2 separate regions of the Cricetulus griseus genome follow, and region 2 is linked to region 1. Evidence: chromatin contacts called from public Hi-C data. All regions are on one chromosome and are shown on one strand. Each heading gives the region's core, a stretch centred on a gene start, on an enhancer-like site or on the middle of the called end of the contact. The rest is flanking DNA. Distances are from core to core; before and after follow the strand shown.

Region 1 (7,101 bases), core at 1,943-4,442:
CAGCCCAGGGGCTGTTATCTTTAAGCAGAACAAGTGTTTGCATGTTCTGTCAGTCTTATTGTTTACTTTTCTTATTGCTGTGACCAGGTACCTTCAAAAATGCAACTGAAGAAATGGGCATGATGATACACGCCCATAACTCTCACATTCAGGAGGGTGTAGCATGGGAATCAATCAAGATCATTCTCAATTATGTAGCAAGTTTGAGGCCAGTGTGGTCTACATGAGACCCTGTCTTAAAACAAACAAACAGAAAACAAACAAAAAGGGACCAAGAGAGGAAGGATTCATGGGCTCATGGTTTGAGGGCCAACATTCTTTCATGGTGAGCAAGGCATGAACCCTTACAGTTGAGACAGAAGGAACATGAGGCAGCTAGTGACATTGGGCTGATGGTCCATTAGCAAAGAACAGAGGGAGCCAGGCTTGGTATATAATCCTCAAGGCCTGTCCTTCTGGGACCCACTTCCTCCAGTGAGGCCCCGTCTTCTAAAGGTTCTACAACCTTCCCAAACAGCGCCATCAACTGGAGACCAAGTGTTCAAACAGACGAGCCTGTGGAGGATATTCCACACCCAAACCTAATGGTCGCAGCTTCTCTACTGGTTTACACTTAGTCTGTCTCCTGTAGCTTTTGAGTTTTTCATTCCAGCAAGAGCTGCCAAATAAACAATAATTCTTACATCTAAATTTTAATTTCAGGTAGCAAAAATTCTAGGTGTAAATATATCCCAAGTATTTCTGTTTAGTCTATATTTTTATCTAATGTTAAATCTGAAAGTTCTAAATTTATTTTCTTTTTTATTTACAAGTGTTTTGCCTGTATGTATGCATGTGTACCACATATGTGTATACCTCTTGAGGTCAGAAGAGGCATTGGACTCCCCAGAGCTGTAGCTACAGCTTTATTTGTACAAGCAAGATATCACCACACACATCCACCTGAAGATCAGAGGATGGAGCTTGCTACTAGCTAACCATAGAGGTCTGGAGGTCTGTACAGATGGACAGGAAGTGAGATGGCTGGTTGGAAACAGGAAGTGAGCTGGAGGGGCAGAGACAGGAAGTGAGATGGCTAGGCAGAGAGAGGATATAAGCAGGAAGAAACAGGAACTTGCGCTCTTTTTCCTCTGGGAAGCTAATGAGATGAAAGTGGCTGTGGCTTGCTGCTCCTTCTCTCTGATCTCTCAGCATTTTCCTCTGTATCTGACTCCAAGTTTTTATTATTTAAACCAATTAAGAACTCTATTTACAGTTGTGAGCCATTGTGGAGGTGCTAGGAATCAAACCCAGGCCCTCTCAAATACGCAAGTGCTGTTAGCCACTGAGCCATCTCTCCAGTCTCTAAATCTAGAAATTCTAACTCGAGGTCCAGCTTTTACAGCCGGGCCTCCCCCACCCCAGCTCCATCCCCCATTGCTCTCTCCCTCAGGCTCTATGCTCTGTCAGCCAAATTCCTGCAGACTGTGTTTACATACTTCCTGTCTGGGAAGTTCAGCCCCTGCTCTTCTTCAGCCACCCAACATTACATTGTCTTCCCTGGAAAACAAACTGAAGTTCTGGGCTCTAAGGAAAGATTCTCCGCTTTGACCTGGCCACACTCCCTACTCCCCCTGCTCTGTGGAGAGCATTTATTTCACCTTCAGTACTTTGTTTCTTTTTGAAAAAAATTTAAAGATTTGTTTCACTTTCAGATTTGTTTTAAATTATTCCATGTGTAGGTGTTTTTACCTGCATACATATCTGTGTACCACTTGTACACAACACCTCTAGGAGGCCAGAAGACATTGGATCTCTGGAACTGGAGTAACAGACAGCTGGGAGCCACAATTCAGGTGCTGGCAATTGAACCTGGATCCTCTGGAAGAGCAGCCAGTGCACGTAACCACTGAGCCATCTCTCCAGCCATTATCTTATTTTAAACTGTATGTGTGGATGTGTGTTTGTGTATGTCTGCAAATGTTCGAGCACATGAATGCAGATGCATACAGAGGCCACAGGTATTGGATCCACTGAAGTTAGTCAGTTGTGAGCCATGTGATGTGGGTGTTGGGAATTGAACTCAGGTCCTCTGCAAGCTCAGCAAGTGCTTTTAACCACCGAGCCGCCTCTCAACCCCAAATGTATCACTCTGAAGTATAGCGCTGCCATTTTTCTATAGGGCTCCTCCAGCTGGCTTACAATCATGGCCTCACAGTCACTGCCACGTGCCTCACCTGTTTGTATGTGGGAGGCATAAGAGTCCCCGATGCCAGGGTGGTGTCTCAGTTCACTTTTCATCCCCAAACTTGTTAATTCAAATAGCTACAGAGGCTGGGGAGACGGACCCCATCAGGGGCACTTGCTGCTCTTTCAGACGATACTGTTCCCAGCACCAGGTGCTGGGAGGTTCATGGTAACGTCCAACACTCTCTTCTGGCCCCAAACATGCATAGACACATGCCCAGACAGACAGATGGACACAAATCAGAAACAAAATATATCATAAAGACAAGCACTCATATACATAAATCAGAAACAAAATCTTTGAAAATTAAAAATAAAATAGCTAATTAACGGAGCTCAGGTTGCGATAACAAAATGCCATTATCTGGTGTTTCTAGATTGAGAGGCCCAGGGCTGACATGGTGTCAGCTTTAGGGCTTGGTGTGGGCTCTCTCTTTCATAGATGTGTGCCCTCTCCTGCTAGAAGGGAAGAATAAAACTTGCTTACGCCTGTTTTATAAGGATGCCCCTCCCAGGAGAGTCTACTCCCATAACTCCATCCAATCCAATTAAGTCCCAACCAGCTCACCTCTTAGCTCCACCATGAGAGGAGGGATTTCAAGACACAGATTGGAGAAGGGAAAGGGGGGACACAGCCATGGATGATTGTCAGCCACCATGTGGAGGCTGGGAACTGAACCTGGGTCCTCTGTAAGAACCCTCAGTGCTCTTAACCTCTGAGTCATCTCTGCAGCTCATGGATTCTCTTTTTAAGCCACACGCTCGCTATTGACAACCTGCCTCCCCCACAGCCCTTATCTCATCCTCACAATTCCAGGGAGCTACAGATTAAGATGAAACCAACATGTGGAGGGGGTGGTGTGAGCATCTGAGCCTCAGAATCTACAAAGAGAGCCCTAGTCAGCCCTGGGAGACATAGATTACAACAAGAGACTTAGGGACTGGGGTTGACCCACACACTCTCTTAACTCCTAAGAATGCCAAGAATTTACCAAGATTATGAAAGGTGGATTCCTGTGGGCAAGAGAGGGAGAGCTAGAAAGAGACAAGTCTTAACGAAAAACACAGGAGCTCAGGCAACACCAGCTACCTAATGACAGCTCAGTGTAAAATTAAAAGCCCAAAGCTCCTGCTCAAAAATGATTAGAAATTTCAAGACAACAACCACAGAACATGGGGCCCTGAGGAGCACAGAGGCCAATGCACCACACACACACACACACACACACACACACACACACACACACACACACACACACACACAAGCCTGTTACTATACATAGGCGGCCAAGCCAGGAGGCCCTAGGCAAATGTAACCCTACAAGGGGTTACTTCTACCAACACCTGTTTCATTTACATTTTAGAGATATAAAAAGGAGGGAATCCTTCCCATACCTGGGATGGGAAGCTATGACTACCTCATGCTTGCCAGGACACTCAGCAGTGGTGAATGGCATTCAGGAAGCACAAGAGTTAACCAGGCAGGCGCCAAAAAGAGATGGTATTACATCACCAGGTCTTCTGAGAAACGTCTTAATTCCTTTGTGAGGGCTCCAGCCACATGATCCAGACACCAAGTAATGGGCCCTGGCTCTCAATGTTGCAACTCTAAGGACTTCTTGGGGAACGTACTCCTGAGAGCTGACAGGGCAGTGCCTGTGTGTCCAAGATCGCTCTTCCTGGGAGAGCCTGTCCCTCCAGCAGCTTATACAGAGCTCCTTTTGGTGTGTGGTTGAGCTCCTCCCTGGGCAGGCACGTTGTGTGGACAGAGCCTACACCTGCTGGTTGGTGCACCTTTCCGTGCTCACTGTGCTCACACAACACCTGTAATGACAAACTTGCCCACGTCTAGGCCAGGCCCTGGGTCCAAGTCTATAGCCAAGGTAAATTCTCAGTTCCTCAGTATGGTTTGACTTTAGGTCCCAATTCCAGGTTCCCAGGGTGCTTTGTATATTCTGCTAGGACCAAGCCTCAGCCTCTTCCAAAAATCAGACATTTCACCTCCTATCACCCGACCCAGGCATCAACAACCTGATCACCAGTGCTTGCTGCTGGAACCCCAAAATGCTGTAAGCTGTGTGAGCATCTCGAGGTGGGTTTGGGTGACCTTAGCAATGGCTCTGTCACGTTGGGCTCCCTAGGTCACCTACTCATCCATCTCTCCAGTAACCAGTCCCAGGCCTTGCTTTTCTGTCCTCAGGACTCGCCCATTTCTCAATGCTCTGACAAGGCATGGATTTAGATTCCCAGCTGACTGACACTCAGCAAGGATTAAGGATGTGGCTGCCAAGCCCTTGAGAGCCTTCATGTCAGAATGAGGGTGAATCCTGCTATAACAATAAGTCTTTCTGCTGCAGCCACCCAAGCCCTGCTTCCATGTGGGTGCTTTCCACTAGGCTGCCCGAGTTCCACCTCCCGCCACATTAAGGTCCCAAGTAACACAGAGAGACTTGTATTAGGTACAAATGCTGCTTGGCCAATGACTAGGATTCTTATCTGCTAGCTCAGTCTTAATTATCATAAATCTATATATTTTATAAGGCTTATCTTATTAAGGATGCCTTCCGCTGGCACCCTCTCTTGCTAGCAGATCACATGGTGACTCCAGAGCAGAGACCAGGAGGAAGAGCAAAAGAAAAGGAACGACTTCCTTCTTGTCCTTGCTTATATATGAGTCTGCCTGCTATGTCACTTCCTGCCTGGATTGCAAGACTTCTTTACTACATTTCCCAGAATCCTCCTTGACTCCTAGTCCCGCCTAACCTGCTTCTTCATTGGCCAATAGTACTTTATTCAACAACCAATAAGATAAACATATACAGAAAGACATTTCCCATCATCCTGCCTCTTTCCTACTGGGAGCAAAGCTCTCGGCCTCCTCCCAAGGTCTTTAAGGGATAGTTTGTGAGAGGATGGTCTTGGACCAGGCATGAGGAGAGTTGATAGTGGGAGTCACCACGTTCCATTCTACCTGAGAGCTGGGGACCCTGCCTGGCAAACAGCCTTCATAACTAATGACCTCCAGAAAAATAGCTACTTTACACAGCTGAGGATAAGGGGACAGAAGGCCAAGAAAGAGGGTTTTTTTGTTTTGTTTTGTTTTTATGTATCTTTCTCCACTCCCAAGTCTGCATTTTAGAATTCCTGAAACCCTGATGGGGATGGAGTGTGGGGGGTAGGGGGTGAATCTCCAATGCCATGTTGAAAGATCCAATGTAGATAATGTTTCCCTTTAGGGCCACCAGGTCACAGCAGGTTAGAGCCACAGGCCTCAGTGGTGAGTGTCACTGTGTCTTGGTCTTTTTCCTGTTGCTATGACAAGATACCCGAAAGAAGCCGCTGTTTAAGTTTATTGAACCAGCAGTTTGTTCTGGCTCACAGTTTCGGGGTGCTGTCTATTGGGGTAGGGATATCAACACAGCAGCAGGCTGGCTTTCTCCACTTAAGACATCCCAGGATGCCCCGCCCAGGGAGTGGTCTTCCCACATCGGTAAACTAAAGACAGTCCTCCACAGGCATGTTCAGAGGCCCATCTCCTTGGAGATTCTCTCAGGTTGACAATTAACACTAACCTCACACACCCATGGCAAAGAATCAGGCTCCACAGGGCTCCCCTGAGGGCCTGGATGGACTGCGATGAGGAAGCTGGGGTTGCCTCTGACCCCTTCAGTCCTTCCAGGGGAGAACGGAGCCTGACCTGTGAGGAGACCAAGCAGAAGAATGGGCAATGAGGGAAGTGGCCAGGGCACCATGTCAGGGTCTTTCAATCCACAGGCGTTATGTCCCTGCTTCTCCCAGATGTACCAGGTCCATCTTCTATAGACTCCAGGCCTCTGAGTGGGGTATAAATGGAGTAACTCTTTAGGCTTACATTTTTTCCCCTGTAAACTAAGAAAGTTTAAAGCAAATAAGGTTGATATATTAATTATTTTGGCATCAATAACTAATTAATGACTAATTAATTAGTCAACATCTCCAAGCCACCAAAGGCTAATGAAAGGCAGCTTAAAAGGTATTGCCTTCAGCGAGACAAAAATTTTAAACCCAGGCCTGGCGGTGATGGTGCACGCCTTTGATCCCAGCACTCAGGAGGCAGAGGCAGGTGGGTCTCTGTGAGTTCGAGACCAACCTGGTCTACAAGAGCTAGTTCCAGGACAGCCTCCAAAGCCACAGAGAAACCCTGTCTCAAAAAACATAAACCAAAACAAAGCAAAAACAAAAACAAAAAAATTTAAACCCTAGGAAAAAATGTTTTTTTAATCTAGTGAGACAGAAGTTTCATGAGTAACTTGATTCCAGAGCAGTAGAATGTGTGTCTGGCCTTTCTGACTGTTGAATTCAGCCTACAAAGCACCTACTGGGTGCTAGGCAGTATGTGAAGAATGGAGACCAGATGAGCATGCCACGTCACGGTAGTTAGACAGCAGACACAGACAGATGAGGGCCCTCTGGAAAATGTGGCCCCTCTGTGTATGGCTGGGCAGGGTAGGGCAGGGCAGCAAGTAGGGGTATGGTGAGGGTGTGGGGAGGTGGCACACTCTGGATGCACTGCACTGAAGACACACTGTCTGCATCTATCTATCCCTGTTTCACTATTCTAACAGGATAAGGTCCATGTTGGAGGGCTGGAGGGCAAGTCAGGACCTCGAAGGGAAAGGCCATTTCCATCCGCAGTCAGGGCGCTGAGAGGAGAAGTTATGGGGCCCAGTGTTCCCTTTCTCTCCAGGCCCGGACCCTGCTTCCCCACACTCGGGTAGATCTCCCTTTCTCAGTGAAGCCTCTCTGAAGATGAGAATCCCTTCATAGACACACCCAGAGGTAGGTTCCCATGGAGATCCTAAATCCAGCCAAGGAACAGTGAAGATGAGCAACCAC
Region 2 (7,101 bases), core at 2,006-4,505, 61 kb after region 1:
ATAGCTGGGCTTGGAGGAAAAGACATTTCAACAAATGTGGATGAGATGGATCATTTCAAGGAGGCGGGACTGCACCAAGTGTGAAGAAGGCGGGATCCCACCAAGTATGGAGAAGGCGGGATCCCACCAAGTGTGAAGAAGGCGGGATCCCACCAAGTGTGAAGAAGGCGGGATCCCACCAAGTGTGAAGAAGGCGGGATCCCACCAAGTATGGAGAAGGCGGGATCCCACCAAGTGTGAAGAAGGCGGGATCCCACCAAGTGTGAAGAAGGCGGGACTGCACCAAGTGTGAAGAAGGCGGGACTGCACCAAGTGTGAAGAAGGCGGGACTGCACCAAGTGTGGAGAAGGCGGGATCCCACCAAGTATGGAGAAGGCAGGATTCCACCAAGTGTGAAGAAGGCGGGATCCCACCAAGTGTGAAGAAGGCGGGATCCCACCAAGTATGGAGAAGGCGGGATCCCACCAAGTGTGAAGAAGGCGGGATCCCACCAAGTGTGAAGAAGGCGGGACTGCACCAAGTGTGAAGAAGGCGGGACTGCACCAAGTGTGAAGAAGGCGGGATCCCACCAAGTATGGAGAAGGCAGGATTCCACCAAGTGTGAAGAAGGCGGGATCCCACCAAGTGTGAAGAAGGCGGGATCCCACCAAGTATGGAGAAGGCAGGACTGCACCAAGTGTGAAGAAGGCGGGATCCCACCAAGTATGGAGAAGGCGGGATTCCACCAAGTGTGGAGAAGGCGGGATCCCACCAAGTGTGAAGAAGGCGGGATCCCACCAAGTGTGAAGAAGGCGGGATTCCACCAAGTGTGAAGAAGGCGGGATCCCACCAAGTATGGAGAAGGCGGGATCCCACCAAGTATGGAGAAGGCGGGATTCCACCAAGTATGGAGAAGGCAGGATTCCACCAAGTGTGAAGAAGGCGGGATCCCACCAAGTATGGAGAAGGCAGGACTGCACCAAGTGTGGAGAAGGCGGGATTCCACCAAGTGTGGAGAAGGCGGGATTCCACCAAGTATGGAGAAGGCAGGACTGCACCAAGTGTGAAGAAGGCGGGATTCCACCAAGTGTGGAGAAGGCGGGACTGCACCAAGTGTGAAGAAGGCGGGATTCCACCAAGTGTGGAGAAGGCGGGATTCCACCAAATATGGAGAAGGCGGGATTCCACCAAGTATGGAGAAGGCGGGATTCCACCAAGTATGGAGAAGGCGGGACTGCACCAAGTGTGATTGGGAAGATGGTATTATATCCTTGTTGTTTTTTTAAAAAAATATTTAATTAGAAACTTCATACAAATATTTCTTGTTCATCACATTCCCCTCTCATTTATTAATTTATTAACCCTTCTTATTCTCTTAGAAGGCTTCACATCTACTCCAAGTTGCAAATACCTACATGATTTAATCTATCTCTGCAAAATACAGGAACCACAAAGGAGAGGAAACAGGATATTTGTCTTTTTGAAACTGCTTTAATCAGCTTAATGTTTTTATCTCCAGTTGGATCATTTACATACCCATGACATAAATTTGTTCTTTATGGTGAAAAAAAATTCATTGTGAATACACACACCATTTTCTTTATCCATTCCCGTTGGTTGGTTGGTTTCATAACTTGCTAGTGTAGGTCTAGAACTCAATTTGTGCCTAACTCTCGATCCCCCTCACGCATTAGTGAGTCTGCTTATGTTCTTATTAAGTCCAAAGGGAAAGGTGTGAGGCTTGCAGGAGAGCGCGCAGCCCACAGGGGACAGTGTGTGTGTGTGTGTGTGTGTGTGTGTGTGTGTGTGTGTGTGTGTAGGGGGGTGTCACCTACTATCGGAGCATCACATGGAAGGCACAAAAACTAACTCGAACCCTCCTTGGCTGCAAATTTAGAGAAGTTTACTCGGAATCTCCACCGAGATCTGAACTTGACTACGGATGACCGAAGGCCTTCCAGCCGAAGGGGTCAAACGGGGCTAAGTTCGAAACGGAGAACTTCTTCTCAGAGGGCGTGGACCCGCAGAGTTCTCTGAGGTGGCAGAGGCGAGCTCGCCCAAACCCCAGGCGAGAGCAGCGCTCAGAGCACCGCGGCGGCGCCCAAACCTCGGGCGCTACAAAAGCCTCCCAAACCATCAACTACGCGGTTTCGGACCCGAAGGACCAGGGCCCGCCCAGGAGCCCAGCACCGCGTCCCGATTGGACGAGCTCACTCCTCTCCACCCGTCAATCACATGGCTGTGACGCCACCTTCGCTTCGCCCCGCCCCGCCCCGCTGACGCCACAGTCGGCCTTCTTAGGTCCTCTCTGGCCGTGCCCGCCGCGCCTCTGCTTCCCGAGCTGCTGGTCTCCTTTTCCGTTCTCCCTCTGTCAGGAGCGCAGCGCGGGCCGGAGCCGACGGCGGCGTTTCCCCGCGCCCGTCCCTCCGGAGAGCGTTCCTCGCAGTTGTGACGCACAGGCACACCCCGCCCACCCGCTCACCGCCTCCACTTGCGATTGGCTGCAGCCCGCGTCTGTCACGCAGCACCCCCCTCCCTCCCCGCGCTGGACTCCCGAGAGACATCCGGGAGGCCACGCCCCGTCCCCGCTTCGCCCTGTGATTGGCTGAGGGCACTGGCATGCTTTCCCGCCCCGGCCCCCTCCGGAGCCTCGGGAGGCCCGTGGGACCCCGCGGAAGTTGTCGGCCAAACCCCTCCCTCCGCCCCCCCCCCCAGGACCGCCCCCGGGCCGCGGGAGCGCGCACGGCAAGCACGCGCACGGCGCCCCCTGCCCGCCCCACCGCCGCCGCAGCCATCCGCCGCCGCCGCCCCGCGCCGTCCCAGCCGCCCGCTCGAGTTGTAGCAGTCGCTCGCCCGGCGTGCTCCGTGGGCGTCGTGTGCGCGCGGGGGAGCAGAGCCAGGGCGACGCTCGCTCGCAGGGTCCGGGCGCGGGTGGCCGCCGCGGCGCGATGAGGGGCGCGGCGCTGACGGACAGGCAGGGCGAAGCGCTCGGCGGCGGCTCGCGCGGACCGGCGATGGCAGCAGCGCCCCGGGAGGAGGCTCCCGGCCGGGCGGACGGCGCGGGTAGCGGCCTCTGAGGAGCCGCCGGGGCTCCGCGCGCTGAAAGGGGGCGCCGAGCGCGCCCGCGGTCCGCACCCCGCGCTCGCCCCCAGCCGTCGTCCAAACTTCGGGCTCACCTCCGCCCGCCGCTCGCCCGCTCGCCCCCCCTCGGCGGGCGTCCAGCACACTTGTGGCGGCCGCGCCGCGCCCCCCTCCCCCCCCCCGTCCGCCGGCCGGGATGCGGCCGTGAGGCGCTGTCGGGCGGGGAGCAGCTCGCGGAGCGCCAGGCGGCGCGCCCGGGCCCGGGGCGCAGGGGCGCAGGCTCGCCGCGCCCGTCCCTCGCCGACTCCCCGGGCCAGCCGGGCTCCCGGGCCGCGGAGATGTCGTCGCCGTCGCCGCCCGCGCCGGTTTCCTGCGCCGCCGCCATCTCGGCCGCGGAGAAAGTGGACGGCTTCACCCGGAAATCGGTGCGCAAGGCGCAGAGGCAGAAGCGCTCGCAGGGCTCGTCGCAGTTCCGCAGCCAGGGCGGCCAGGCGGAGCTGCACCCCCTGCCCCAGCTCAAAGGTAAAGCCGGCGCGCTCGCCCGCCCGCCCCCAGCCTCCCCCCCCACCCCGGCGAGCCCCGCACCTCTTCCCACATGCCCCCGGTGGCGGCCCCGGGGACCCCGACTCCCCACTCGGCCGAGCCTCTGCCCTGGCTCCCCCCAGGCTTCGCCAGCTGCTGCTTCACTTTCTCTGCTCGCCCCTCGGTCGCCAGACCCGGGGTCCGAGTGCGCTGGCTGCTGCCCCGAGTGTGGAGAGGCGTCGGTGTCAGCCCCCAGAAGACCGCGGGTGTCTCTGGAGAGGTGTGCGGGGAGGACTGTGTCTGTGCCGTGCACCGGCAGCTCGGTTCCCGCGGCTGTGCCTGCCGGCACCTCGTGAGTGAGGTTTTGCACGGTGGTTCAAATTGGTGTGGTGCCCAATGCCTTGCAGGAGTGCTTGGCACTTCTTTTGGCTCACTTACTTTTCCCACTGGGTTTGGGGGCTTTTCACGAAGTTGTTTTCCTGGCGCTCTTGCTTGTCCTTTTGAGAATTACTTGCATTTGGTTTAATGGTCTTAACGCCTTTGCGTCTTATGAGCTGGATGTCACTGTGGGAAGATAATTACGCTCCTAGGTATTTGAGAAATTCTTGCAAACCTGATAGGAGTCTAGAGAATGATTTACAAGGCCAACAAATTAAGGGCTCATGCCTAAATAGATAAACGATCAGCAGAGTTTTCAGTGCGTTTGACAGAGATCCAGCATCCTTTCTTTCAAGGCCAGTCTGGTTCTGATTTGTCTTTGGGTCTGTGAATCCTAACTTAGTCCGTCAGGCAAGGAAGGAGTGTAAAGAAAATCCCAGCTCAACAGTTGACCAACAACAGATTGGGAACCCCGTTCAGACCCGACATCTGCCTCTTGGGGTGCGTCTGAGTCAAGGACACACCACAGCGGACTTTTGAAAAGAGTGTATAAATGTTCAATGTGTATTTCCTTTGTTGTTGACATACTAGGATTGTTTGAATTGATAACAGCGCGGTCAGTGGAGTGCAGCCATAGCCGTGAAACAATCCTGTCTTACCTGTTAGGCTATTGAATCACTATTCAGAGGTTTAAGTTTTTATACAAAAGTTATTTTGTACTTGGTTGTTTTTCATTAGTTTATCGAGTTATTTTTAGCTTGAAGTCTTGATACTAGTATTTTTCTTTCATATTTAATCCTCTCAAGTGAGTTATTCTTGTTCTTCATATTGTACTTTAGTGCTTTTACCTAATAATTTGATTTTAAACATCTGGTTAGTCTCAAGAGCTGCAGTTTTAATAGGTCTTTGCCTTTAAAGCTGACAGAAATTTATAGAATCACTAACCCTATTCTCAGTACATGGGGTCTGACTCAAGAAGTTGCAGGTACCATAAGTTGCGTTTATGTACAGAATTTGGTCAGTAGTAGAAAAAAAGTTGAAACTCCAGACCGATTTTAGATATTTGTTTGTGTTCTATTCCTAAAGGTGTTACTCGCTATAAACTGATGAAGATTCAATTGAGGAAATAAAACTTTTACTTGGAAATAAAACCCTAGAGTAGGAAAAAGAACTTTTACTGTAGTTGCCAAAATGCTTTGAAAAATTGAATTGTTTTACTTGGTACTTTGGCAGTGCCCTTGATACAACAGTGTTGCATGTTTTTTCTGCCAGTAGTATTTCTCCCCCACTTAGGGGTTTAACAAAAACACCACCAGAAAGCCCTTTAGTATGAAAGAGAATTCTTCCTGCTCTGAAATACAGTCTTACTGTGGAGTGATTCAGATATCCGTGGGCATCCGAGATCTTTCAAGTATTTATATCAACCTGCTTACTCTACACTTTGTCCACACGGATCCGGACTGGAAAGATGCCAAGTAGTTTTCTTAAAAGCAGACTGTGAGTAAGGATTAACAAAACAGTACAACCTTTTCAGTTTATTTTTGCAAAATCATGTAGGTGAGTGGGCTGCATGATTTTTAATGTTGAAAACGTTCAAAATAAATAGTAAGTTCCTCTGAGCTGGGTGCTGGGAAATAAAATTAGGAAAATTATATATGAATCTTTTTTTTTTTTCTGGCCTGGCAACTTACATTCATGTAGGATGTAATTTTTTTTTCACCTAAAACTTGCTATTTGATAATGAATAATTAGGAAACTTGTCATTTAAAATAGGTAGTCTTTCAGTGTCTCTAGTCTGTTTTGTTTTAAATTTCTGGGAGGATTGGCTTGGTAAAACAGCTGATTGCTTATATGTATAATAACAGCTTAGTATTTCAAATGGTTATCTTTAAAAAGACAAACCAGTGTTGTCCCTGACAACTGGAACAACCCAAAATGTGTATTGTTGACCCTTGTCATCTGCCTTTTCACACCTACTGTGGTTTTGCTGTTATTTGACAGTCTAGGGCTCAGTATTTTCACAAATATCTTTCTTTGGTTGACACTAGTAACTATTTAGGAGACAGTTGAGGCTTAAGAAGGTTAGTTTCAGGCGGTTATCTGCAGGGTGCTTCATCGGACTCTGGTCTCTGGTCAAATGTCAGTATTTTTGCCGTAAGCTTGTTTTACATAAACCTGAAGTAGAATGGTTGAGAAAGTCGGGTCAGTGGAGTTATTTAGTTCAGGGTGAAAAGTCAGTTTTTGATTTGAGTTATTTTCCTTCTCTGTAAAGTGGGAATAATACTATCTCCCAGGATTGGAAGGATTAAGTGGAATAATTTAAGTACCTAAATAAAAATAAGCAAGGAATGCTAGCTCCCATTCCCTTTTGTGTTTGAAGATCCAGATTAAATTTTTTTGTTTGTTTGTTTTTTAGAGACAGGGTTTCTCTGTGTAGCTTTGGAGTCTATCCTGGCACTCACTCTGGAGACCAGGCTGGCCTCGAACTCACAGAGATCCGCCTGCCTCTGCCTCCCGAGTGCTGGGATTAAAAGCTTGTGCCACCAATTCCTGGCCAGATTAAAATATTTTCTTAAAGATTTTATTTATTATGTATACAACATTCTGCTTCCATGTATATCTGCACACCAGAAGAGGGCACCAGATCTCATAATGGATGGTTGTGAGCCACCATGTGGTTGCTAGGACTTGAACTCAGGACCCCTGGAAGAGCAGTCAGTGCTCTTAACTTCTGAGCCATCTCTCCAGCCCCAGATTAAAATATTTTAAAATGAAGAATTACTAACTGGAGTACTTAAATATAAACTTTCTCAGAATGCTATTTTTGATTATGGGTATGTGCTTGTGAGCACAGGTGTCTGGAAGCCAGAAGCAGGAGGTCCCCTGGAGCTGGACTCACGAATGAGTGGTTGTGAGCAGCTGATGTAGGTGCTGGGAACTGAACAGGGATGGGTCCTCTGGGAGTAACATGCTTTTAACCTAGGAGTCCTCCCTCCAGCCTGTAGTGATGCGTTTTTTCCCAGAACAGGGATCAAATTAGTCATTGCAATTATACATGTCTGTGTGTCTCCTAGAATATAGTCAGTAAGCAGCAAGGAACAGAAACTGATTTTGATTTTAAACTCCTCTTAGCATGAGGTA

Evidence for each region. Hi-C and Micro-C count contacts between places; a contact is called where the count stands out from the background.
Region 2: a Hi-C map of fibroblasts shows a contact between it and region 1, with 1.9 times the contacts expected there. The contact joins the promoter of Ppp2r5a here to the enhancer-like site in region 1. A contact is called at or near these places in 2 of 8 Hi-C or Micro-C datasets (the CHK-Q cell line and fibroblasts).

Annotation. Positions count from the first base shown.
Region 1 is chr5:3,589,974-3,597,074 of CriGri-PICRH-1.0, forward strand. No RefSeq gene overlaps it. Among named protein-coding and RNA genes, the nearest start is that of Dtl, 35 kb to the left of the region's middle. Within about 2 kb of position 3,193, at least 1 of the 6 cell types and tissues checked has open chromatin away from gene starts, as enhancers often do. A contact at or near this core is called in fibroblasts, where this site is marked.
Region 2 is chr5:3,650,549-3,657,649 of CriGri-PICRH-1.0, forward strand. It overlaps Ppp2r5a (serine/threonine-protein phosphatase 2A 56 kDa regulatory subunit alpha isoform), which reads left to right and starts at 3,256. Exons shown (of 13, transcript XM_027418680.2): 1 at 3,256-3,582. The coding sequence starts at 3,399.